Linked DNA regions of Sus scrofa: region 1 is linked to region 2. A link is a contact called in public Hi-C data. All regions are on one chromosome and are shown on one strand. The core of a region is the stretch at or near the end of the contact, and the rest is flanking DNA. Distances in the headings are between cores, read along the strand shown. Region 1 holds the start of GPHA2 (glycoprotein hormone alpha-2). Region 2 holds the start of CDCA5 (sororin).

What was found. A called contact is a pair of places that touch in the nucleus more often than the background predicts.
Region 1: a contact with region 2 is called in a Hi-C map of epiblast stem cells, with 2.8 times the contacts expected there. The contact joins the promoter of GPHA2 here to the promoter of CDCA5 in region 2. A contact is called at or near these places in 2 of 47 Hi-C or Micro-C datasets (epiblast stem cells and liver) and 1 of 2 datasets of contacts at active chromatin or transcription factors (skeletal muscle).

Annotation. Positions count from the first base shown.
Region 1 is chr2:7,242,611-7,248,599 of Sscrofa11.1, reverse strand. It overlaps GPHA2 (glycoprotein hormone alpha-2), which reads right to left and starts at 3,313. Exons shown (of 4, transcript XM_003122551.4): 1 at 1,756-3,313; 2 at 1,267-1,369; 3 at 923-1,107; 4 at 332-815. The coding sequence starts at 1,851. The coding sequence ends at 714. It overlaps MAJIN (membrane-anchored junction protein), which reads right to left. Exons shown (of 11, transcript XM_005660723.3): 10 at 5,325-5,442; 11 at 4,200-4,716. The coding sequence ends at 4,671. PPP2R5B (serine/threonine-protein phosphatase 2A 56 kDa regulatory subunit beta isoform) reads left to right here. Exons shown (of 14, transcript XM_005660724.3): 14 at 1-459.
Region 2 is chr2:7,100,644-7,106,784 of Sscrofa11.1, reverse strand. CDCA5 (sororin) reads right to left here and starts at 3,137. Exons shown (of 6, transcript XM_003122566.5): 1 at 2,964-3,137; 2 at 2,642-2,736; 3 at 2,495-2,560; 4 at 2,379-2,414. The coding sequence starts at 3,009. It overlaps ZFPL1 (zinc finger protein-like 1), which reads left to right and starts at 3,204. Exons shown (of 8, transcript XM_021082868.1): 1 at 3,204-3,386; 2 at 3,700-3,809; 3 at 4,122-4,233; 4 at 5,675-5,868; 5 at 5,964-6,036; 6 at 6,110-6,141. The coding sequence starts at 3,708.

The DNA.
Region 1 (5,989 bases), core at 2,064-4,563, 140 kb before region 2:
GGCCACAGAACTCTCAGGCCCTCCTGGCAAGATTTGACCAGGGCAAGCTTGACCAGGAAGCTGCCATTGGGGATCTGCCTCTGCCCCACAAAGCTGGGCTCCAGAACTGCAGGCAGGTTCCCACCCCCTGCTCCCAGCCTAAGGCAAGGGGACTCAGCCCCTTGCCTGCCCCGCCTTGTGCCAGCGCGAGGTCCTTCCTCACCCCACCATGGGATCCATGGTCTATTTATTCTCCCCCAGCTCACCTGCAACACAGACATTCTCCTGGGCCTGGGGCACCCTCCTTCCCTCCCTTCCCTTGCCCTGTACATCCTTGTCCCCTTTTTATTTATTGGGCAGGGGGAGGGGTGAGGGCACAGGCAGAAGATTCCCCGTGTCCTGGGGCAAGGGGGGGGTCACAGTATCCACGGTCTCCCCTTTCCCTGGCTGGGGGTAGATTTAATAAAGAGAGAAACTCGAGATCTGCTTGTTTTATTTAGGGGTAGGGACAGGGAAGGAAGTGAAATGAAGGACTGGTTAGAAAGACAGGCGGAGGTGGAGAAGAGACAGACAGCCCCCTCTTCCCAGGAGGGGACAGTCACAGGATTTTCTAACAGGGCTGGAGCTGTCGTCCTTAGGGAGGATATATATTACGTCCTCGGGATATAAGAGACTTGTAGGATGTGCTCCAGCGTTAAACCCTCAGACCAAGGGAAGGGCTGGGGGAGGCTGGGCTAGTAGCGTGAGAGGCGACACATGTCGCACTGGCAGGCCCTGGCCGTGAAGATCTCCAGCTCCTCCCTCCGGTCCCCCCCACAGTGCAGCTGCACCTTCACCTGTGGGAGAGGCGGCGTCTGTTCCAGCCCCCTCCCGCGGGCCATCTCCCATCCCCATCTCCTCTCTCCCCTCCCAAGTGGGCCCCGGCTGGGCTCGGCCCCCTCACCTTCCTCAGGCTGCTGATGGTGCAGCACTGAGAGACGGAGGTGATGTTGTGTCGATAGCCGCTGGCCACCAGCACGGAGTACCGGGATGGGAAGGCACTGGACTCACAGTGGCCCACACAGGCCTGTGCCACATGGGAGCCCTGGCAGGTGCCTTGGCGGTCACTTCGCACGGTCACGTTGAAGGCTGGAAGGAGAAAGGCAGGCGGGAGATGGTGCCTTTGCGAAGGCTCACTCAGCTCCTGTTGCCTGAGCCTCACCGGGTCCTCCAGGGTGCCGCCCACCCCTCGGTCCAGTCCATCAGAGCTTTGCTCCCACCCAGCTGTCTGCTCCCAGGGTTACTTACGGTGCAAGTGGCAGCCTGGGATGGCTGCCTGCTGACCCTGGCCTTCAGGGATTGCCAGGACCAGCAGGCAGAGGAGCAGGGTTTGGGGGGAGGCCATGGGCATCTGAAACACAGTGGGTAGACAGATGTCTCTAGAGGAGTGAGCAGGGGGGAGGGCGAGGGCTTTAAGTTGGCGGAGCCAGGGCTAGGCTGGTCTCCGACGGGGCAAGGCATGCAGAGAGGGCTGTCTTTTCCTGGCATCTGCCTTTGGGTGCGTGTGCTTGTGCATGTGCGTGTCTGCCAGTGAGTCTCTCCGGATGCGTGTGAGGGTGAGCAGCTGTCTCAACGTGACTTGTGTATCAGCCCACTGCGGTGATGCTCCCCTGGAATTTCCTCCACCATCTGGAGCACAAACCTCTGCCTCCCTCCATCTGCCCCACGCTGGTCTGCAGGACCCTTATCTGCAGTCCCCAGGCCCTACCGGGGCTCTTCCTGCCTCAGTGAGCTCACCGCTTCCAAGGCCCAGGAACTGAGTGGCTGGAGTGGCTCCTCTTGCCTCCTGTGGTCTCCAGCCGCGAGGCTCTCCCAGTTTTTATTTGCCAGCATTCTGCAGCCACGCCCTCTCGGAGATCGGCTTTCAGGCCTGCCTCTGCCGAAGCCTCACAGCAAAACCACCTGGGAAATCCTGCTCTTCTCTGAGGTGTGGTCCTCAGAGGGCGGACGGATTCTGCTGCCCTCCTGTCCGAAAGCAGCCTGCGCCCCGGGCTGGGGAAGTGAGGTGTAGAGAAAGCCCAGGAGCCGGGAGAGGGCAGCGTGTGTGCAGGTGGGGCGAGACGGCTCCGGACTGGGCTGTGTTGTGGCCACCTGGGTTCTCTGCTGTGTGACTTTAGGCAGGACATTTCTGTTTAGGGCTTTGCCAGCCCAACCTTAAACTATTGAACTCACCATTGCCTCTCACCCACTGCAAAGGAGAGCATGGACAGGAGAAGTGATAGTGGGGGTCTCCTGAGACGCTTGGTGGCAGAGCCAGGGAAAAATGGGGGTTCCCAAGTCCGTTTCAGAGCTTTATTTTCACTGTCGAGTGGGTGATTTCTCATCCTGGGGGTCAGCTACAGAGTGGGGCTCCTGCTAATCCCTGGAATAACAGGGACTTGACTCCTAGAAGAGCGCGAAGCTGTCGACCCCAGAAAACCTGATCATTGAGTCCAGCCCTGGCTCTGGTTTTACTGGTGAGGCAACTAAGGCTCAGAGAAGGAAAGTGACTAAAGGTCACACAGCTAGTTCATGCCGGGGGCAGATTTGAAAAGCCAATCTCTTACTGTTCATGCATGGTGCTAAATTATACTTGGGGCAAGAACAGGGCAAATTAGAAGAAGACCCCTGGTCAGCAGGAGCCACGGGGGCTGGGGCAGGGAGGAGATCCAAGGACGCCGGTGGTGGTTCTGGCCCACACGCCCTAGGGCCACTGCCTCACTGACCTTCTCAGGGTGCTGGAGCCAACCACACAGGCTGCCAGGGCGGGAAGACACTTGAGAGCTCATCAAATCCTACCCCTTCATTTTCCAGAGGAGAAAATAAGAACCAGAAAGGAAACTGACTTGGCCAAGGCTTCACTGTAAGTTCGTCAGTCCGAATGGTATTCAGCTCTCTAGATTCTGGAGCTGTGCCTTTCAACAGCTTCGGAAGGAGGCTGTGTTTGGGAAAGCCGGGCAAGGGCTGCAGACACAACCTGTCCCTAGCCCTCTGGTCCTCACACACCATGCTTCCCCCTCAGCCCTCTTCCCCTCAGGTCCCGGGCCCTTCAGCAAGCCCAGCTCTTCCCTCCCCACCCAAGGGAAGGGCATCAGAACAAGGGGTCTCCGAGGGACCTCAGCAATCTAGCCCCAGCTTTCCCACTTATTGGGGAAACTTTCAGCATCTGACAGATAATCGGCTCTGTTTAAAGACTAGGCACGGTGACAAAGGCTCATTACCTTACAAGGTGGCCCATTAGATACTGGACATCTCTGCAGTTAAAAAGTGTTTCCTGGGAGTTCCCGTCGTGGCGCAGTGGTTAACGAATCCGACTAGGAACCATGAGGTTGTGGGTTCGATCCCTGCCCTTGCTCAGTGGGTTAAGGATCCGGCGTTGCCGTGAGCTGTGGTGTAGGTTGCAGACGCGGCTCGGATCCCGCGTTGCTGTGGCTCTGGCGTAGGCCGGTGGCTACAGCTCCGATTCAACCCCTAGCCTGGGAACCTCCATATGCCGCAGGAGCGGCCCAAGAAATAGCAACAATAACAACAACAACAACAAAAAAGACAAAAGACAAAAAAAAAAAAAAAAAAAGTGTTTCCTTTGTTCTGAGCTCAAATGAGTGCCCTCAATTCCCATATATTATTGTGCCCCTCTGTGGTGGCCACACAACACAAATCTAGTCTGTCTGTTCCACATAAGCCCTTGGGTTACATGAAGACAGATTGGATGTCCTGGTCTTCTCCAGGGCCCTAACCTACCCTGACTTCCAGTTAATCCAATAAACTAATCTCCATTATTGCCAAAAGCCAAAGGGGTGGGTAAGTGAGAAGCATTTATCTACCAAGAGACAGCGCTTTGGGGTCAAAGTGGGTGAATGGAGGAGACGTGATTTCTTGAGCGTCAGCAGGGCTTAGGACACTGAGTCTTGTAAGACTTTGTTCTCTAACCCCCCCCAGGGGGGTTTAAGATTTGAGGTCAGGGAGTTCCCATTGTGGCTCAGTGGTAATGAACCTGGCTTGTATCCATGAGGACGCAGGTTCGATCGCTAGCCCCGCTCAGTGGGTTAAGGATCTGGAGTTGCCTTGAGCTGTGGTGTAGGTCACAGATGCGGCTCAGATCTGGTGTTGCTGTGGCTGTGGCGTAGGATGGCGGCTATGGCTCTGATTGGACCTCTAGCCTAGGAACCTCCATATGCTGTGTGTGTGGCCCTAAAGAGACAAAAAAAAAAAAAAAAGATTTGAGGTCAGGTTCAGACCCCACCCACCCAAAGCGTTCTGTGGACAGTAACCAGGGAGACCCCGGGGAGGTTTCAGGCATGGACGTTTCCCTATATCTTGAGGAAAGAGTTTGCTCTCTTTCCCTCTTTCTAGCTCACTAAATTTAGTCAATAACTCTTCATAAATAATTTATTGTCATTAGGAATCTAAGTGCTGGAGATGAAAGACCTAACTGGCCCATGGAGCAGTAAAATTCTCAGACTAGAGCATTTCAGAAAGTTACATTCTTTTCTTAGTGTTTTAAATTGGGAAAAAACATTCCATTGTGAAGAGGCAAATGACTGGACGAACCCGCGGGAGGACTCAGGGAGTTGGGGCTCTCGGATCCCGTGACTGGAATGTCATAAGCAGAGGGTGGACTGGGGGAGTCACTGCAAGAGACAGAGCCCTTCCCGCCGCTGCACTCAGAAGTCTCACTGGGTGCTCTTTCTGAAGAAATACCGAAACGGGAAGAGAGAGCTGCAGGAAGGAGAGCAGAGCAGGTTGAGACTCGAGAGGCCCACGTCCCTTCTCCCAGGCCCCGTCAGGGCTCCAATAGCTAGGGCATTTTTGCTCTGAGAGACCACTGAATAAAACTCAAGTCTGAAACAGCAGTTGAAAAGGTACCAAAGTTAGATTGTACTCAGGAGGCGGAAATGAAGAAGAACTGCAATGGGATGGCTGAGCCCTCCAGAGATAAAGGGATTTGCTAACTACACTCTGCAAAAGAGACTCTGAAGATAGAGCCTAGATTCAGAGGGAGAATGGAAACAATTTGGTAAGCAAATCATGTGAATAACCCAAACACAATAATGGTCTCTGTCTCAGCAGCATGTATGGAATCAGGCCGAACGCTGAGCACATCGGGATGGGGTAGGTCGTATAAAAACGACCAAGACACGATCTTCGTTGAATTCACAGTTAGGGCCCTCATGCTCAATCTCATTTCCATTATCTGCCCTGGGCAAAATAGAGGTTATGCAGGTAAACTGTTTTCTCATCTAATTTCCCTGAGAGACTCAAGGAGGCAGGCTCTGGAGCTAGGTTGCCTGGATCTCAGTTTGATGCAGGAAAGAAATCTGTTCTACCTTAGAAACCCAAAGAAGCCACTGGTTTGCAGATCTCCGGGTCCTTCAGGTGGAGGGGGATTGTTTTGCTGCAATGGTGGGACAGTCTTCCCTGCTGGGCTGTCTCCCCACTTAGAATCTGCAAGGAAAACACTCAGGCAGGAAAAGGTGTGAGTCTGTGGGTGACTTTCGTGTGAGCAGGAGAAGGCAGGATATTGAGCGTGAGCCAAGGGCAGCCTCAAAGCAGGGTTGTTTAAAGCCCGGTGAATTGTTTGCTTCGACCTTCCCAGTTTCATCTCAGTGCAGTAGATGCTATTCTGACCTTGGAGTATTTTCAGAGTCAGGTCCCTCAGATTTTTACACTGCTCAAATCCTAGACACCTACCACGGCTGGTGTGTTGTCGCATGGAATGACAACTTGTTGAAGAACTCACCTGCTTACAGGCCTGCATCTATGATAACTGCAGTCCACACTGAATCCTCATGCTGAGTGAAAGAGCAGCAGGATGAAAGGACAACACCTCCACGTGCATTCCCAGCCCCTGCTGAGCGTCCGTCTGCACCTTATATTAACACTCACGCTCCCAAGGGAAGAGGAGGAGAGACAGCTTCCCAGAGATTGTTCTCCAGGATAGAAAAGTGAAACACATCCCTCCCAAGGTCTCTGTAACACTCACCAGTTTTAC
Region 2 (6,141 bases), core at 1,888-4,387:
GGGTGAGAGTGTGCCAATCGGGGTCAAGGAACAAGGCCAGCGTGGCCCAAGGGAGAAGTGAAGAGAGGACCCGAAGATGCAGCTCAGGTGGTAATGGTGGCGTCGGAGGCGCTCTGTGGCCACAGTAAGGGGAGACCCATGGAGCCTCTTGCTCCGGGACCCAAGGAGCCACGGGAAGGGTGGGAACAGTGCCTAATCTGACATGAGCATTAAGAGGCTCACATATTGGCTCCTCGTAATTCCGATCTCAGCTCAAATGCTGCTTCCTCAGGGAGGCCACCCTCCCCATGGACTGGAGACCAGCCGTCCTCACCCCTGCCAGTTACCCTCCGTCACAATGGCCTCTTTCCTGGAGGCCGCTCTGGCTTAGCACACTCCCTGCCAAGGTCGGCTGCAGTCACACCAAACAAGCCACTGCTCCCCAAACCTCGTGCTTTTCCTTGTGGACTCAGATAGTCCATCACTATCTCATTTTCGCTGTTCACTGGTTGACTGTCACACCCAATTAGACTGTGAGCTTCACATATGAGCAGGGCTTTCCACCTGTTGGACCTTAACCTTGCCTGTGCCCATGTCTAGCGCCTTCAGCGGAGCCCTGCATGCAGCAGGTGTTCAATAAATGCTCACTGAATTAACTTATGCAAAACGTGGCACTGAGTTTCCTGACGGCCAAGGCAAGGAGAGAAAAAAGACAAATTCAGTGACACTTTTGGTCTAATAAAGTTATATTTGGTTATCAAGCCAGTTCCTGAAACTACCATGACCCTGTAAATCAATTATCCTTCAATAAAATAAAAAGTAAACTGATTAAGAGAGGGGGGAGGGTTAGTTCCTGGTACAAGCTCTGGGGAATCTGCCCCATGAGTCTAAGTAAAAGGGATGTTGAACAAAATGAGGGGTCACTGACTACTTCCTCAATCCCTACAGCTAAGCAGTCATCCACGTCCTTGCAGTTTTTTGGGGGGCTCAATTTCATGAATCTATTATTCGACCAATAAGAAAGAGTGGCTATCATAGTGGAGGCAGAAGTCTGCCCTCGAGACAACAAACATGCAAATAATATACTCTCAGCTATGAACAAGGCCTATGGAGAACCACATGGAAAAGGCTTCCAGGAGGAGCTGTCCTTTGAGCTGAGTCCTGTGTGACAGGGGTGGCTGTGTGGTAAGCCGGGGGCAAAGCAGCACTCTGCCTTTCCCTTACTTCAGGCTCCCACTACCTCACTTCAGGATTCCATTCAAGTCCTCCCACCTGGCCTGAGGTCCCCAGAAGGCTTCCTCCAACCTGTTCTCCACCCAGACCCAAGAGGGATCTTTCTAAAACATCCAGGCTTGCCTCAGTTACTACCTTGCTGAAGACTCTCTAAAGCTGCCCACAGAGCCAAGAAGGAAGCCCAACCAAGCTTAGGAAAGCTAGGCTTTCATGCCTCATCAAGATCCGCTCTGGCTTAGCACACTCCCTGCCAAGGTCGGCTGCAGACGCACCAAACAAGCTACCGCTCCCCGAACCTCGTGCTTTTCCTTGTGGACTCAGGATGTCTGCAAGCACAGCTTCCTTTGCCTGGGATGCCCCCAACCTGTTTTCATCGACTCTGTTTAAACGCTTCTGTGAAACATACCCCAAGCTGCCTGGTCTGGGTTAGGCACCTTCATAGCTCCTAGTCCTTTCTCTTTTGCAGTCTTCAGCACACTGTTCCCACTTATTTTTTTCTTTCTCCCCACTTGACTGTAAGCCTTGTGAGCTACTCAAAGACAGTTACCATTTCTCATTTATGATACCTTCAGGCACAGATCTTGTTACTGAAACTCCTTAACTATGATTTCTGCTAAAACAGTTAAGGACATTATACTATACTAAGGACAACAGACTAGAAAAAGTAATTAAAACAGTTCAACTCTTGGAGTTCCCGTCGTGGCGCAGCGGAAACAAATCCAACTAGGAACCATGAGGTTGCAGGTTCGGTCCCTGGCCTCGCTCAGTGGGTTAAGGATCTGGCGTTGCCGTGAGCTGTGGTGTAGGTCGCAGATGCGGCTCAGATACCGCATTGCTGTGGCTCTGGTGTAGGCCAGTGTCTACAGCTCCAACTAGATCCCTAGCCTGGGAACCTCCATATGCCGCAGGTGCAGCCCTAAAAAGACAAAAAAAAAAAAACCACAGCTCAACTTTTAAAGGAAAATGGTAGAGAATACCAGCGCAACAATAGCTAGACACCGCAAGTATGCAAGAAGTGAGCCAAACTGGCAACACATGCAGGTATCCAAAGGTAAATTATTTCAAAATACAACAAAAACAGCTCCCCAGGCAGATGTGAGCAGCCATTACGCCCCAGCTCGAGTGTCCTGGGTTGCCTTCAACTAAGAAAATGAAAACGAACTTACCCTGGGGCTTCTTCGAGGCGTGGGAACAGATGGAGTCTGTGGAGACAACATTAAGTGATCACACAGCCGGCCCCCTATTCTGGCTCCCCGTGCTCAAACCCTCTCTCAGCCCTCACCTCTACAGTATGGGCCACGATCTTCTTCAAGACGATGGGCTTTCGGACTGGAGCCGCCTGGGGTGCCTGGAGGAAGAGGGGTGAACATGAGCTCTGCATTCGTCCAGGGGCCTCCGGAGCAGGAGGACTGAGGAATCCCGGGCTCACCTTAGGCCGGATTTCTGGGAAGGTGCTTGGAAGATCAGAGCCTGATTTCCGCTGGGACCTCCTTAGAGACTGAGTAGGAGTTGGGGTCCTGGGCCCTGGAAAGAGAAAAATTTAGGAGGCGGGGGAGGACTCTAGACCTTAGAGTTTAGAGTCCTCAGGTTCTGGAGAGAGCGAGAGAGTCTCCCAAACAAGCCCTCTGTGGACACCTTCCTGGGCGGGGAACAAGCCTCCAAAGGCAGTGAGGGTGGCGGGAGGGCCTTCCTCACGGAACTGCGTCCCTCAAACGGCTCAGCCCCATCTCTCCCTCGCGCCCTCCGCTCACCGGAGCTCTGGGCGGCCCCTCCGGACCGCGTTCGCCTCTCGGACATGTCTAGCCTTGGGCTCGATCTTCGCCGCCGACGCCACGGCCGCACGCTCCCGCGCCAACCCGAAGCGCAAACGTTCGAATTGCCCGCCTCGCTCGGGAGGAAGCGGAAGTGACGTTGGGCGGGAGGACCGATAAGCCCTGGTTACACCGTTTGCACCCGCCTCCACGTCTAGCGTCTGCAGGGGCGGGGCCAGTGGCGCGCTGGCGTCATCAGCACGCGCCGCACCCGGAAGAGACGTGGCAGCGGAGGGATAATCGGAGCGTTCTGAGCTGGAGAAAGCTGAGCGAGAACTCGGCTGAGCGCAGTCTGACCTTCTGCGGCTCGGAGCGGAGCTCGCGCCTCTGGGGACCGGTGCAGCCCCGGATTGGTAACACAGAGTACGGTCTGTGGAGGAGGTGGGGGCGGGGCTTGAGGGGGTGGGGCTCAGGAGGGGCCCCTGGGGGCGGGGCCGGTGGTATCGGAGGGGTCTGGCCGCGGGTGGGATATGGGAGGAATGGGGGGGTCTCCGGAGGTGGGATTTATGCAGGGGGCGTGTCTCGGAGTGAAGAGGGACGGTGGGCAGGAATGTGGGGTTGGGGCGAATACAAGAGGTGTCGAAGGCGGTTAAGAGTGGAAACGAACTGAGTTGGTGAGTGCGTAGTGGCGGCCCCCAGAACCTGGTCCCCTGCCACTTCTGACCCCCTTCCTCAGGGTCGACTATGGGGCTTTGCAAGTGCCCCAAGAGGAAAGTGACCAACCTGTTCTGCTTCGAACACCGAGTCAACGTCTGCGAGCACTGTCTGGTAGCCAATCATGCCAAGGTGGGTGTTCAAGGGAGTGCCTGTGCAGGGCACAAGGTAGGCAGTTGGTATTGACTTCCTCCAAATCCATGAAGGTCTTGGCCCTAGAGTGGAAGCTCCACGAGGGCAAGAGCTTAATTGATTTTGTTCACTGTTACATCCCTAGTTCTTAAGACAGAGTCTGGCATACAGTATGTGTTCAATATGTGTCTTTCCATTGGTCAAATGAAAGGATGGGGCTCTTCTGTGATGAGAGAAAAAGAGGCATCTGGGCCTTGGGGAGATGGGCTGTGGAGCCCTTGCTCCAGTTGTGATCTCTTTCTCCCACTCCAGTGCATCGTCCAGTCCTATCTGCAGTGGCTCCAAGATAGCGACTACAACCCCAATTGCCGCCTGTGCAACGTACCCCTGGCCACCCGGGAGACGACCCGCCTCATCTGTTATGGTGAGGCCTGGGCAACTTGGGGGGATCAGGACAGGCCCAGCATGACTAGTTAACAGGCCCTCCCTAAGCAACAGCACAGTGAGACACTCAGGCCTGGGAGGCTGGAGCCCCAGATTCTGGTCCAGCTAGGTTACTTGCTTTGAGCTCAGGCAAGTCACTTTTCCCTTTCTGGGCTTTAGTGTCTGTCCCTAGAAATTAAAGCTCCTAATTTCTTCCCTGCCAATGTCGAGGGTTGAGTGAGAGCCAGCCAAACTTGTGGGTGTAGTTGTGGCTGCAAGCAGTAGCTAGCCGTACCAGAAGCGAGCTGAACGCATGGGGCTTTCAGACATTCGGGAGCCATTTCTGAGTCTAAGATGAAACAGAGAGGAACTGAGTTTCCTGCAGTAACGTCAGCTAAAAGAAGTCAGCAGAGGCATGAGTCCTGACCTTGACCTGAATGGTGTAAGACCCTCAGCTGCCCCCCCCCCTTTTTTTTCTGTCTTTTTGCTATTTCTTGGGCCGCTCCCACAGCATTTGGAGGTTCCCAGGCTAGGGGTCCAATCGGAGCTGTAGCCACCGGCCTACGCCAGAGCCACAGCAATGCAGGATCCGAGCTGAGTCTGCAACCTACACCACAGCTCACGGCAACGCCAGATCATTAACCCACTGAGCAAGGCCAGGGACCAAACCCCCAACCTCATGGTTCCTAGTCGGATTCGTTAACCACTGCGCCACGACGGGAACTCCTCAGCTGCCCTTTTTGAAGGAAACTAGTGTAAAAGAGTGAATTCCATGTATGTGTTTTTCACTGTGAGTGTGTGTTTACATGTGCATAAGTTTAATGGGCATCGTGTCTTGGCCTAGGTGTTAGTGTGTTGGTACTGTGGGTGAGTGAATGGGTAACTGCATGCAAACACACAAGCACAGGTGTGTTGTAGGGTTGCGGGAGTATGCACAAGTGAGAGTGCTTAAGTGTTAGCAAACTTGAGTGTATAGATGTGTATACGTGAAAGTTAGTTTCCCCGTAAGTGTGGATACAGGGGCTGGCAGTTGTGCTTGTGTATATTTGTGCCCATGGTTGTGTACACACATACATGTGCCTGTGTCTGTCTCTGGGAACCTTTTCCGAAACTGTTCATGATGAGCTGTTAGTCCAGGGAGCTTGTGATAAGTGCAGGTCCAGAGAGGACTCTCAGAAATGGTAGGTGGCGTCTTCTTCCCATCCACCCTCACCTCCTAGTGGGCTGGGGAGCTTGGATCTGCCATGACTTAGATAGTGGTGGCCACGGTGGCCAAGGTTGTAGGCAGTGCTGAGGAAGTGGACCTGGGATGGGGATGGGAAAAAGGGCTGGGCTTACACTTGCGTGTGTATATCTCATAGCGGGCTGGGGGCTCTGTTGGCCAAGGGGTCCTGAGTGTCTTCCTCTTCATGCCTCTCCTCCACCACTTGACGGGCCCTAAGATCTCTTCCACTGGGCCTGCCTCAATGAACGTGCCGCCCAGCTACCCCGAAACACAGCGCCTGCTGGCTACCAGTGCCCCAGCTGCAGTGGCCCCATCTTCCCTCCAGCCAACCTGGCTGGCCCGGTGGCCTCCGCATTGAGAGAGAAGCTGGCCACGGTCAACTGGGCCCGGGCAGGACTAGGCCTTCCTCTGGTGAGAGCCCATCTGCCCTGGGTCCCACCTGGGCCAGATGAGTGGGTGGGGACAGCACCGGGCAGGCTGGTGACATCATTGGTTCTTTTCTCCAGATTGACGAGATGGCGAGCCCAGAGCCCGAGCCCCTCAACACTTCTGAGTTCTCTGACTGGTCCAGCTTTAATGGTAAGCGCTGGTCTCCACCTGCCGTTGGGGCCTTGCCTCCCTGCTCTGCTGACAGCTCTGTTCCTGCCCACAGCCAGCAGTAGCCCCACACAAGAGGAGACAGCC